Regions from separate parts of the Rattus norvegicus genome. Here all the other regions are linked to region 1. The links are chromatin contacts, called in public Hi-C maps. All regions are on one chromosome and are shown on one strand. Each heading gives the region's core, a stretch centred on a gene start, on an enhancer-like site or on the middle of the called end of the contact. The rest is flanking DNA. Distances are from core to core; before and after follow the strand shown.

Region 1 (3,489 bases), core at 227-2,726:
ACCGTACACCACTGCCGCGCAGCAATACGTGAGCCTGAACCTGAAGCCTTTGGAGGTGCGGCGGGGACTGCGCGCCCAGACCTGCGCCTTCTGGAATCGTTTTCTCCCCAAATTGCTCAGCGCCACAGGTAGGCGCGGGGTGGGGAAGCAGGGAATGCACCAGGCGGCAAGGGTTGGAAGGACGGGAGAGAGAAAAGGTGGAAAACACAGGATGTAATCCCTCTCTTCTCCACCTCCCCCAGCCACAGAGGTTCCCTGCACCTGCCCAAGCCCCGCCCATGGGGAGGCTGCCCCGAGGCCAGGGCCCGCCTTATCCCTGTCACTTCTCTTCTTCCTTTTCCTCCTCCACTCCGGGCTTCGGCGGCTCTAACTACATATAACCCTTGCCCCTTCTGGCTTCAGAGCATACTTACTCTAGAGTGTGACTGAGGAGAAGGGCCCCCTCTCAGGGATATAGCACCCCACTCCATTCTCAAGCCGAGACAAAATGAACAGACTCAGGGATCTTTGTTTAAACAAAAATTCAAAAACACAGGGTTTTTTTTTTTTTTAATGTAAAATTACCCTTTGGAGCTTGAGCCTGATGTTGAGGGGAGAAGGATCTGGGGCTAGTCGGCGTAGCCAATGGGCCTTATAATCGCCAACCATTTCTGTTTCTTCTTTCTTTTCCCTACCAACCCATGGACCCTCCTCCCACTCTGATCCTGTCCCTCCCCTCGGTCTTCCGGTGATTTTTCTCCTCCTCTCTCCTTCCTGCTACACTTCACCTCTACCTTCATTCTCCGGATCATCCACTGTTCTCTTCCCACCGCCCCACTCGGCCTCCGACAATGCGTGTACGCCGGCGCACTCACGATCGATCTCCACTACCCGACCTGTTCCGTTTCTTCCTCCTACTCTTGCGGGGTGCCCTGGCCGTAGACACGCTGGACGAGGCGGAGCGCCAGTGGAAGGCCGAGTTCCACCGCTGGAGCTCCTACATGGTGCACTGGAAGAACCAGTTCGACCACTATAGCAAGCAGGAACGCTGCTCAGACCTGTGACCCCTTGGGGGACCCCAGGTCCTGCCGTCCTGCCCGAGCCCCTGATTGTATATACTATTTATTTAAGGGCTGGGATATAATACAACCGAGCCCCCAGGCCCTGTCCACCCCGCCCCGACTTCCTCCCACTAGGGGATCCTCATCTTCTGCATGTTTTGGGCTGAGCTCCCCTCCCCGCGGTGCCTTCGCCCCTCTGGGCCGCCAATAAACTGTTACAGCTACTAGAGTCTGTGCTACCGGCGGGAACTTGGGGCGGGGACCAGGTCACGGAGACGCTAGGAACAGAAGCCTCCGGATTGGTGAGCACTGATGTACCCTGCCCGCAGCATCCGGCGGAAGTAAGCACTAGGTCCGCCCTAGGGGCGGAGCTTGCGACTGCGCTGCAAGGCTGGTTTGCCGGCGCCTTTTAGAGAGCTCGGAAGTCGGTGTCAACTTGTGGAATGACCTCTCCTGCTACTACGCTGTTTGGTATGAGTTCCCCTGCCCTAGCTAATCCCAGAAAACACCAAGAACCCGGAGTCCGCCCTGCCTCGGTGACAGCTGCTCTACCGAGCACCCTGGAGCTGCTAAAGGACGTGCACCTGGGCCTGGCTGTACCCTGCCAGGATCCCGCCCGACTGGCTCTCCTCTCAGGCCACTACCTTTACTATCACTACGGTTGCGATGGACTGGATGACCGCGGCTGGGGATGCGGCTACCGCACCCTGCAGACTCTGTGCTCCTGGCCAGAGGGCCAGTCCTCCGGCGTGCCTGGACTGGCAGCCTTGCAGGGAGCCCTAGAGGACATGGGCGACAAGCCCCCCGGTTTCCGGGGCTCCCGGAACTGGATCGGCTGTGTAGAGGCCAGTCTCTGTCTAGAGCACTTTGGAGGACCTCAGGGACGCCTGTACCACTTGCCCCGCGGAGCAGAGCTTAGGGGAGAACTGGAGCGGCTTTATTCACACTTCACAGCGGGTGGGGGCCCAGTAATGGTGGGAGGAGATGCAGATGCTCAGTCCAAGGCCCTGCTGGGAATCTGTGAGGGGCCAGATATGGAAGTCTATGTCTTGATACTGGACCCACACTACTGGGGCACTCCAAAAAACCGTTGTGAATTGCAAGCTGCTGGATGGGTGGGCTGGCAAAAGGTAAACCATGTCTTTGATTCCAATTCGTTCTACAACCTGTGCTTGACCAGACCTATCTGAACCAACACGCCCTGTCTGCACTGTCGGATAGAGCCCAGAACTGAGACTGATCAGACATCTATTTACTTCTCACAGGCCCTCCCCCCAACAGCAGACAAGTCTCTTTCAGCATCAAAAGTTTGGGTCAGGCACGATGGCCGGGCAGGTGAATCTGAGTTCAGAGTCAACCTGGTATACCCCACAAGTTCTAGGTCAGCCGGGGTGAAGACACTGTTCTGAAAATGGTAATAAATTGGCATAATTCAGCTTCCTATGGCGCAGCCCGTGTTTGTGGAAGTGGCATACTGCACACAGTTAACACACAGTACTCAAGTTGTTTACTAGCAGGTAAAATAACGTACAAAAAAATTCTCAGCTGATAGGATAAAGAGGTCACAGGTACAGATGCAGCGATGCAGAATGAGGGGACGTGGCTGGTTCAAAAGAAATCAACGTCATCCGGGGCATCCAGGTCGCGATACTCCACTATAGCCCTTGGGTCTCCTCGAACCATCCTGAGAGAGAAAGGCAGTGTCAACAGATGTCCCCAGAGTCAGGAGGGGGAAAGGCAGTGTCAACAGATGTCCCCAGAGTCAGGAGGGGGAAAGGCAGTGTCAACAGATGTCCCCAGAGTCAGGAGGGGGAAAGGCAGTGTCAACAGATGTCCCCAGAGTCAGAGGAGGGGAAAGCAGCTGGGGCATCTTTCATACTCACCTGTTCCGAGGTTTCCCAGGATAACCTTGGCCTCGAAAAGCATCATAGTTCCCACGGCCGGCACCATATGGAGCATGGGGGTATGGAGGCCCTCCTGTTGGGACTGCAGGGCGGACAGCACCAGCTATGAGAAAGACCCAGGGTGAACTAAAAACTGACCTCAACCTCAGCCTAAGCTTTGTAGCCCCTACAAATACTGAACCCCTGCACTGCACCTGCACACTCACCTCCATAGCCCAAGATGGGAGGCCGGGGCTGACCATAGGGCATCAAGCCCTGTGGTGTCTGATGTGGATAGGGAAGTCCTGGGGTCAGGCCTGGGGGGAGTACAACATGGACAGGAACATGAATTACTGCGGGGAGGAAAGGAACTGACAAGAATTCTAGGAATGGGCCTGCAGGTTGGTGGAGCACACATCTCAAGAGGAACAAGGAGTCAAAGGTGTGGCGGCCACCACAGATCGTATCTTACTCTGGGCAGGGCCAGGTGGCTGAGCTGGCTTGATCTCAGGCAAAGCTGGGCGCTTGGCATCTGTGAGGAAGTTGTTGAAGAACGCCACCTCCTT
Region 2 (3,298 bases), core at 711-3,210, 140 kb before region 1:
GCCAGTGAGAGACCTTGCCACACAGTGAGGCAAGGTGGTGGTGGCACACACCTTTAATCCTGGCACTCCACAGACAGAGGCAGGCAGGTCTCTGTGAGTTTGAGGCCACCCTGGTCTATAGAGCAAGTTCCAGGACAGCCAGGGCTACACAGAGAAACTCTGACTTTGAAAACAATAAACCAAACCAAAGTTGACCGATAGTTAAAGTTTGACTTCCACATAACTCCCCTTGTCCACCCTCCACCAAACACCATCAAACCAGGAGTGGTGATCCTTACCTGCAATCCCAGGCAGAGGCTGGAAGATCAGGAGTTCAAGGTCATCCTCAGCTATGTAGTGGATTTGAGGCTAGCCTGGGCTAAGGGAGAGCAAGACACTGGGGCTCACCCACTGGTGTGTTTACAAGGAAGTAAGTAAAAGAAATCAGGAAAGTACCTAGAATAGTCTATAGCACAAACAAATCGCCATTTTCTTACTGAGAGGAAACTGATCAAGGGCGTGTTCTTGGTGAGTGGGTGGGGAGTTTCAGAGTAAAGAACATGTTTGCTCTTTCGTTTCCTTTTTATACAGGGTTTCACTATGTAGACCAGGCTGGCTGGGAGCTCACAGAGATCACCCTGCCTCTCTGGGCTGGGATTAAAGGTGTGTGTACCCATCTCTCAGGGCTGGGCTCTCCTTTTAATAAGTAGTTGCTGCCAGAGGGGCAGGCTAGCCCTCTTTACCCTGTGTGCTTGTGTCTACCTCATGGACAACAGGAGTGTCTGTAGGTCAGAGGTAACCCTGGTCGTCCTTTCTCAGCTGTCATCCATCTTGTGTTCTGAGATAGGATCTCTCAGTGGTCACCAAATAGGCTAGGCTGGCCAGTCCGAGAGTCTCAGGGATTCACCTGTCCACTTCCCCAGCCACGACGACAAGCCACCACGTAGGTCCCGAGAATCAAAGTCAGGTCTTAATGCTTGCAAAGATTGCTGCCCCACCAGCTTTTCTCTTCCGAGGTTTATTTTCCTTTGACTCTGGGGTTTCCTCTGCATCTGTGTTTAGGTGTTAATTAACGAACTGAGCCGGGAATTCCGCCTGAGGCTGTCATTCTCTGCCAGGTGACCGAGAGCAGCTAGAGAGCTCACGTAGCTCTCACGAGGAACACCTGAATCTCAGTTCTCTTTTATTTCCCTTACACGTGGCTTACCACTGGGTGCATCAGCAGCAACCACCATCACAAAGAACCATCGCAGGGCCAGCAAGTCGGCTCAGCAGGTAAAGGGGCTTGCCACCAAGAATAGCAACCTGAGTTCGATACCCAGGACCCACACGATGGAAGGAGAGACCCAACCCCTGCAAATTATCCTCTGATGGCCACACATATGTGGTGGCGCTCCTCTCCCATAAGTAAATGAATGTAATAATAATTTAAAAAGATATTTACATTCTTGGGGTAGTCATAATGAAAATAGCATTGAATAAAATGGGCTCATAATGCTTATTTAAGGAGTTAAAAATGACACATTATTTCTATTTTGTGTACTGGGAGCAGGCATGTGTGGACCTTAGAGGACAGTGAGAGTTGGTTCACTCTGTGTGGCTTGGCCACCGTGTGGTCCAGGGGATTGGGCTTAGGTTTCATGCCAGGTGGCAAGCACCTTTGCCTATTGGCCATTGATGCTCATCTGAAAGTGCAGCTAAGACCTGGTGTGATACGGCCCTGTAATCCTGACACTGGGAAGTCCGATTAATAAAAGGAGAACGAGGCTAGCCTGAACTAAAAAAAAAAAAAAAATCAGGTCTGGGGCTAGATCCACCAACACGAGCAAAAAAAAAAATGAAAAGAAAATAACAAATCAGCACTGTACAACAGCGAACGTGCCCTGCTGCTGGGCGAAGGCCTCTTTCCAGGGCTGCCCTAGATAGATCTGGAACCGTCTACTCCAAAGCGGTTTTTACTACCTTTGCCCACCAGAGGGCGCTAGGCACCTTCCAGAGCTGACCTTACCCTCACTAAAGAATCCCTGCTTTCCAGTCCCCGTTAAAACCACCTCTCTTCCTTCCTGAACCTCAAAGGGTCCTTATCTCTGTGCCTCCCCTGGGATTTACAGCCTTCCAACTAACAAATCATAACGTTGCTATGGCAACGCTGCCTTGGTTGTGTTTTTCTCCTTCGCCAATTGGCTTGGGATAGAACGACTCCCCCGTGAGAGGCTCCTTTGGGGAAAGTCAAAGAGGTTCTGAGAAGCTTCCAAGACAATGGGCCTGTGGGGTGTGGCTCAGAGCGCAGGGAGCCTTTTAGTTTGTACAGAACCCTGGCTTCCCACCCCAGCACCATTTAAACTTGGCATTGGGTCCGCACCTGCAGTCACAGCAAAGGCGAGGCAGAGGCGGGAGGATCAGAAATCCAAGGTTATCCACAGCTACATATCAAGTTTAAGGCCAGCCTGAGCGGCCTGGGGCGCCGTTTAATCTTATAATCCCAGCATTCCGGAGGTTGAGGCAGATCATAAATTCAAGGACAACTAGGATTACGTAGTGAGTTCCAGGCTACCCACGGCTCAGAGTTAAACCTTGTCTCAAAAACAAGACAAGACAAAACACACACCCATGCATGCACGTGGGAAGATGCGCGCACACACACACACACACACAGGAGACCCTTTTGTGGTGACCATTCCATGTTTAGCTGTTGCAGAGAGGAATGGGCTGTTCATAGACAGCCATAGAGCAGTGGGTGAGGGCCTGGTGTACCTGTATGTCTCTCTCATTAGAAGCCCCACTAACTAACTCATTTGTAGGCATTTCCCAGGCTGGGGATTTGGCTCAGCTGATAAGTACTCATGTAGCATACATGGAGTCCTCAGTTCTAGGCCGCAGAAAGCCTAACCCAGGGAAGGTGGGCGGAAGCCTGTGATCCCAGCACTCAGGATCCCAGCTCTTCACATTTAGTGGGAAGACCAAGGCCAGCCTCCACTAGGCAGAGACGTTGAGGCCAGCCTTGGCTACATAAGACTGTCTGAAAACAGAAGTATTTCACCTAATTCCTTTAACCTCTCTGTCTCAGACTCTAAGCCTAACAGCTCACCCACGTCTCAGCACAGCCGTCAAGACCACATCTCTCTGCTAATTGCGATGACTAAAGCTGTCAGGACTTAGAAACACCTAGGACACACATCTCGGGGCTGACTGTGAGGGAGTTTCTAGACTGGATTAACTGAGGGGAAGGCCTATCCTGAAAACATTGGCAGGGGCTGGGGATTTAGCTCAGTGGCAGAGTGCTTGCCTAGGAAGCGCAAGGCCCTGGGTTCGGTCCCCA
Region 3 (3,447 bases), core at 328-2,827, 230 kb before region 1:
GCCTGTGCGCGCGCACTCCCGCGCGTGCACGAGCTAGGGGCTTAAAATGAGGGTCAGTAACAGGATGGTATGAGGGGGCTGACTCTGAAAGAGGCTCTGAGACCCTCCAGATGCCCTCCCCATTCTGGTTTCCAAGTGTCCGGGTTGGGGGGCTTTGCGTGTGCTTATAAGCACCCCTGTGTCCGCAGTTCTTGTGTGTCTGGTGTGTGTCATTGTCACCCCCCCTTTCCCTGCCCACGCCCCCGCACTGCTCTCCGCCTGCACCGCAGCCCCCTCCAGCCTTCCTCCCTCCCCTTCATTCCTGCAGTAGCAGCTCCCGGGGCCACCTTTCCCTCTCCTCTACCCCCTCCCCATTTCCGTCCTCCCATCCCACCCCCGCCCACGTCTGGTCTCCCTTCACCGGACCCGGCTGGCTGATAGATTTTCTGCGCAATCTCTGCGTCATCGCCCCCCACTCCCGGAACCTCTAGCTGTCCAAGCCCCCAGCCTCAACCCCTCTGGGAAGGAGATACGGTCGAAGGGTCTGGTGGCTGAGAGGGTCCATCTCTGACGTTGCAGTGCACCCCCCTCCAGTCGCGTTCAGACCTCCCCTTTAAGCGGTAGAGAGAAATGGAGTTGAGTCACCCTCTCCACCTGCTCAACCCCCTCCCCACCTGGTCTGCTCTCGCCCTCCAAATGTCCTTGGGTGGGGGCTGTGGGAGAGAGGGAAATAAGCTTAAGGGTGTGGGAGAGTTGGATTAAAAGGGGGCACAACAGGGACCCCTTATCAACCACAGCAAAGTCCGCTGGCCAGAAGGGCAGACACACCTTTTTTCCCCACCCCCTTCAGAACTGGTTTGAACAGACAGGACCCAGAGGCACACGTATCGTCAATCTTTCCCTTTTCTCTTCCGACTAGGACCCTTTCCAAGGTGATTACCCAAACCGCAAGATCCACCCATCTGCGCTGACCCTGGGCGGGCATCCCACACCGCAGATCCACCCCCTCTTCCTCTCAGGTTCAAGTCGTCCTTGGGCGTGCTCCCTATAGACCATACTGTGGCGGAGTAGGGAGGCAGGCCCCTTCCCCGGCTTTCAATCCCTTACCGTCCCCCCATCCAGTACTGATCTTTTACTGGCGCCCAATTAGATGCTGGCGGTGCCCTCTTCCTATTCTGCTCAGCAACGCGGGCTCCGCGCCTCAAGAGCTTTGTAACCCACCCTCCCGCCTTCTGGCTCCTCTGTACCCACCCTTCCATTCATTTTTCCATTCATTCATTCATCCTTTTCTCCTCGTCCCTCCTTCATTCATTCATAGCCCCCTGCCCCGCCCGCCTAGACATTTCATTCATTCATTCATTCATTCATTTCCCGGAGCTCCGCTAGCTCACGCCCCTCTAGCCGAGGGCCCTACTGCGCAGGTGCAGGCCGGGAGCGACGCTTATCCTCCAATCATTGGACTTCCACAGTCCACCAGGCACCCGCCCGCTTCCCCATGAATGAACATTGACGTCAATGGGGCGGGGCGAGACCACGTGACCCCGCGCGCTCCCCTTTATAAAGCAGCGGTGGCGCGGGCGCTGTCCAGCGTGCTGAAGCCGGAGCGAGAGCGCTGTTGCTGACCCAGCTGAGCCCAGCTCCTAGGACGCCAGCCCTCGACCATCTTTCATACTCCAGCCACGGAACGGAGCCAGGGCAGACGGGTCCGGATTTTCCCCCTGCCCCGACCCTCCTCTCCACCTCCCGCCGTCGTGACACCGGCTGGTAAATACTCCGCTGTCCATCCCTCTAACCCTCTTCACTCGTGGGCGTGAAAGGAGGATTTTCTTTCCTTATGGGGTATTGAGAGCATAGCGGTGTGCCCCCGGGAAGGGTCTTTGGTAAACGGGGAGTCTCTGCTTCTCTGTCGCTGATGAAGTCGCCCACGCACCATCCGGGGAGTCCTGTGGGGAGGGAACAGATCCCCCCTCCCACTTATCATTGCTGCTTAGTACACGGGCGCTGGCTGAGAGATGACTTTGGGAAGGGGGCGACAGGAGGCACTGGGTACCCAGAACGAGGATTGCGAGCGTTCTCTGACCATTTGCACGACCCCAGAGATTGCCACATCTTTCTTGTTCTCTGCTAAACGTTTCTCTTCGGGTAAGGTTAGAGAAATGAGGGAAACCCCGGATTTCCTGCTTAAAGGTGGGGGGAGGGAATGCAGAAATAGAAAGAGGGAAATTCTTATAGAAATCCTCTATTTCTCTGGTTTCTTCTGTTTTTCAGTCTCTGGCAGCCCGTTGGTCATGAAAACCTTCACGTTGCCAGCATCCGTCCTCTTCTGCTTCCTTCTACTCATCCGGGGGTTGGGAGCAGCACCCCCCGGGCGCTCCGATGTTTATCCTCCTCCCCTCGGCTCTGAGCATAATGGGCAGGTAGCTGAGGACGCAGTGTCCCGGCCAAAGGATGACAGCGTCCCAGAGGTCCGAGCGGCTCGGAATTCCGAGCCTCAGGACCAGGGAGAGCTCTTCCAGGGCGTGGATCCCCGGGCGCTGGCCGCGGTACTGTTGCAGGCACTGGACCGTCCGGCCTCGCCCCCGGCTGTCCCGGCAGGTTCCCAGCAGGGAACACCCGAAGAAGCAGCAGAAGCTCTGCTGACCGAGTCCGTGCGCAGTCAGACCCATAGCCTCCCGGCATCAGAAATCCAAGCGTCCGCTGTGGCGCCCCCTCGCCCTCAGACTCAGGACAACGATCCCGAGGCAGACGACCGCTCAGAAGAGCTGGAGGCACTAGCATCCTTGCTCCAAGAACTTCGAGATTTCAGTCCGAGTAATGCTAAGCGCCAGCAAGAGACGGCGGCAGCAGAGACTGAAACCCGCACGCACACGCTGACCCGAGTCAATCTGGAGAGCCCCGGGCCAGAGCGCGTATGGCGCGCTTCCTGGGGAGAGTTCCAGGCGCGCGTCCCGGAGCGTGCTCCTCTGCCGCCCTCGGTCCCTTCTCAATTCCAGGCTCGAATGTCCGAAAACGTTCCCCTTCCCGAAACCCATCAGTTCGGGGAAGGAGTGTCCTCCCCTAAAACACATCTTGGTGAGACTTTGACACCCTTATCCAAGGCGTACCAAAGTCTAAGTGCCCCCTTCCCCAAGGTGCGTCGGCTCGAGGGCTCATTCCTGGGCGGTTCCGAGGCAGGAGAGCGCCTGCTTCAACAAGGGTTAGCTCAGGTAGAGGCAGGGAGGAGGCAGGCGGAGGCCACCCGGCAGGCCGCAGCGCAAGAAGAGCGGCTGGCCGATCTCGCCTCCGACCTGCTGCTCCAGTATTTGCTGCAGGGCGGCGCCCGGCAGCGCGATCTCGGGGGTCGCGGGCTGCAGGAGACGCAGCAAGAGCGGGAGAACGAGAGGGAGGAGGAGGCGGAGCAGGAGAGACGCGGTGGTGGGGAGGACGAGGTGGGGGAAGAGGATGAGGAGGCGGCAGAGGCGGAGGCGG

What was found. Hi-C and Micro-C count contacts between places; a contact is called where the count stands out from the background.
Region 2: a Hi-C map of kidney shows a contact between it and region 1, with 5 times the contacts expected there. The contact joins the enhancer-like site here to the promoter of Ufsp1 in region 1. A contact is called at or near these places in 12 of 12 Hi-C or Micro-C datasets (the A7r5 cell line, the Rat2 cell line, Schwann cells and 7 more) and 1 of 1 datasets of contacts at active chromatin or transcription factors (oligodendrocytes).
Region 3: a contact with region 1 is called in a Hi-C map of frontal cortex, with 2.3 times the contacts expected there. The contact joins the promoter of Vgf here to the promoter of Ufsp1 in region 1. A contact is called at or near these places in 2 of 12 Hi-C or Micro-C datasets (frontal cortex and hepatocytes).

What each region holds. Positions count from the first base shown.
Region 1 is chr12:25,041,883-25,045,371 of GRCr8, reverse strand. It overlaps Ufsp1 (UFM1-specific peptidase 1), which reads left to right and starts at 1,476. Exons shown (of 1, transcript NM_001419535.1): 1 at 1,476-2,490. The coding sequence starts at 1,829. The coding sequence ends at 2,230. It overlaps Srrt (serrate, RNA effector molecule), which reads right to left. Exons shown (of 20, transcript NM_001427441.1): 17 at 3,396-3,489; 18 at 3,151-3,252; 19 at 2,924-3,047; 20 at 2,525-2,724. The coding sequence ends at 2,649. It overlaps Ache (acetylcholinesterase), which reads left to right. Exons shown (of 5, transcript NM_172009.3): 4 at 1-128; 5 at 922-2,490. The coding sequence ends at 1,043.
Region 2 is chr12:25,185,418-25,188,715 of GRCr8, reverse strand. All of the region lies in intron 1 of LOC120095911 (a long non-coding RNA gene), which reads left to right. Among named protein-coding and RNA genes, the nearest start is that of Trim56, 6.2 kb to the left of the region's middle. Within about 2 kb of position 1,960, at least 3 of the 93 cell types and tissues checked have an H3K27ac peak or open chromatin away from gene starts, as enhancers often do.
Region 3 is chr12:25,275,150-25,278,596 of GRCr8, reverse strand. Vgf (VGF nerve growth factor inducible) reads left to right here and starts at 1,577. Exons shown (of 2, transcript NM_001395575.1): 1 at 1,577-1,743; 2 at 2,248-3,447. The coding sequence starts at 2,268.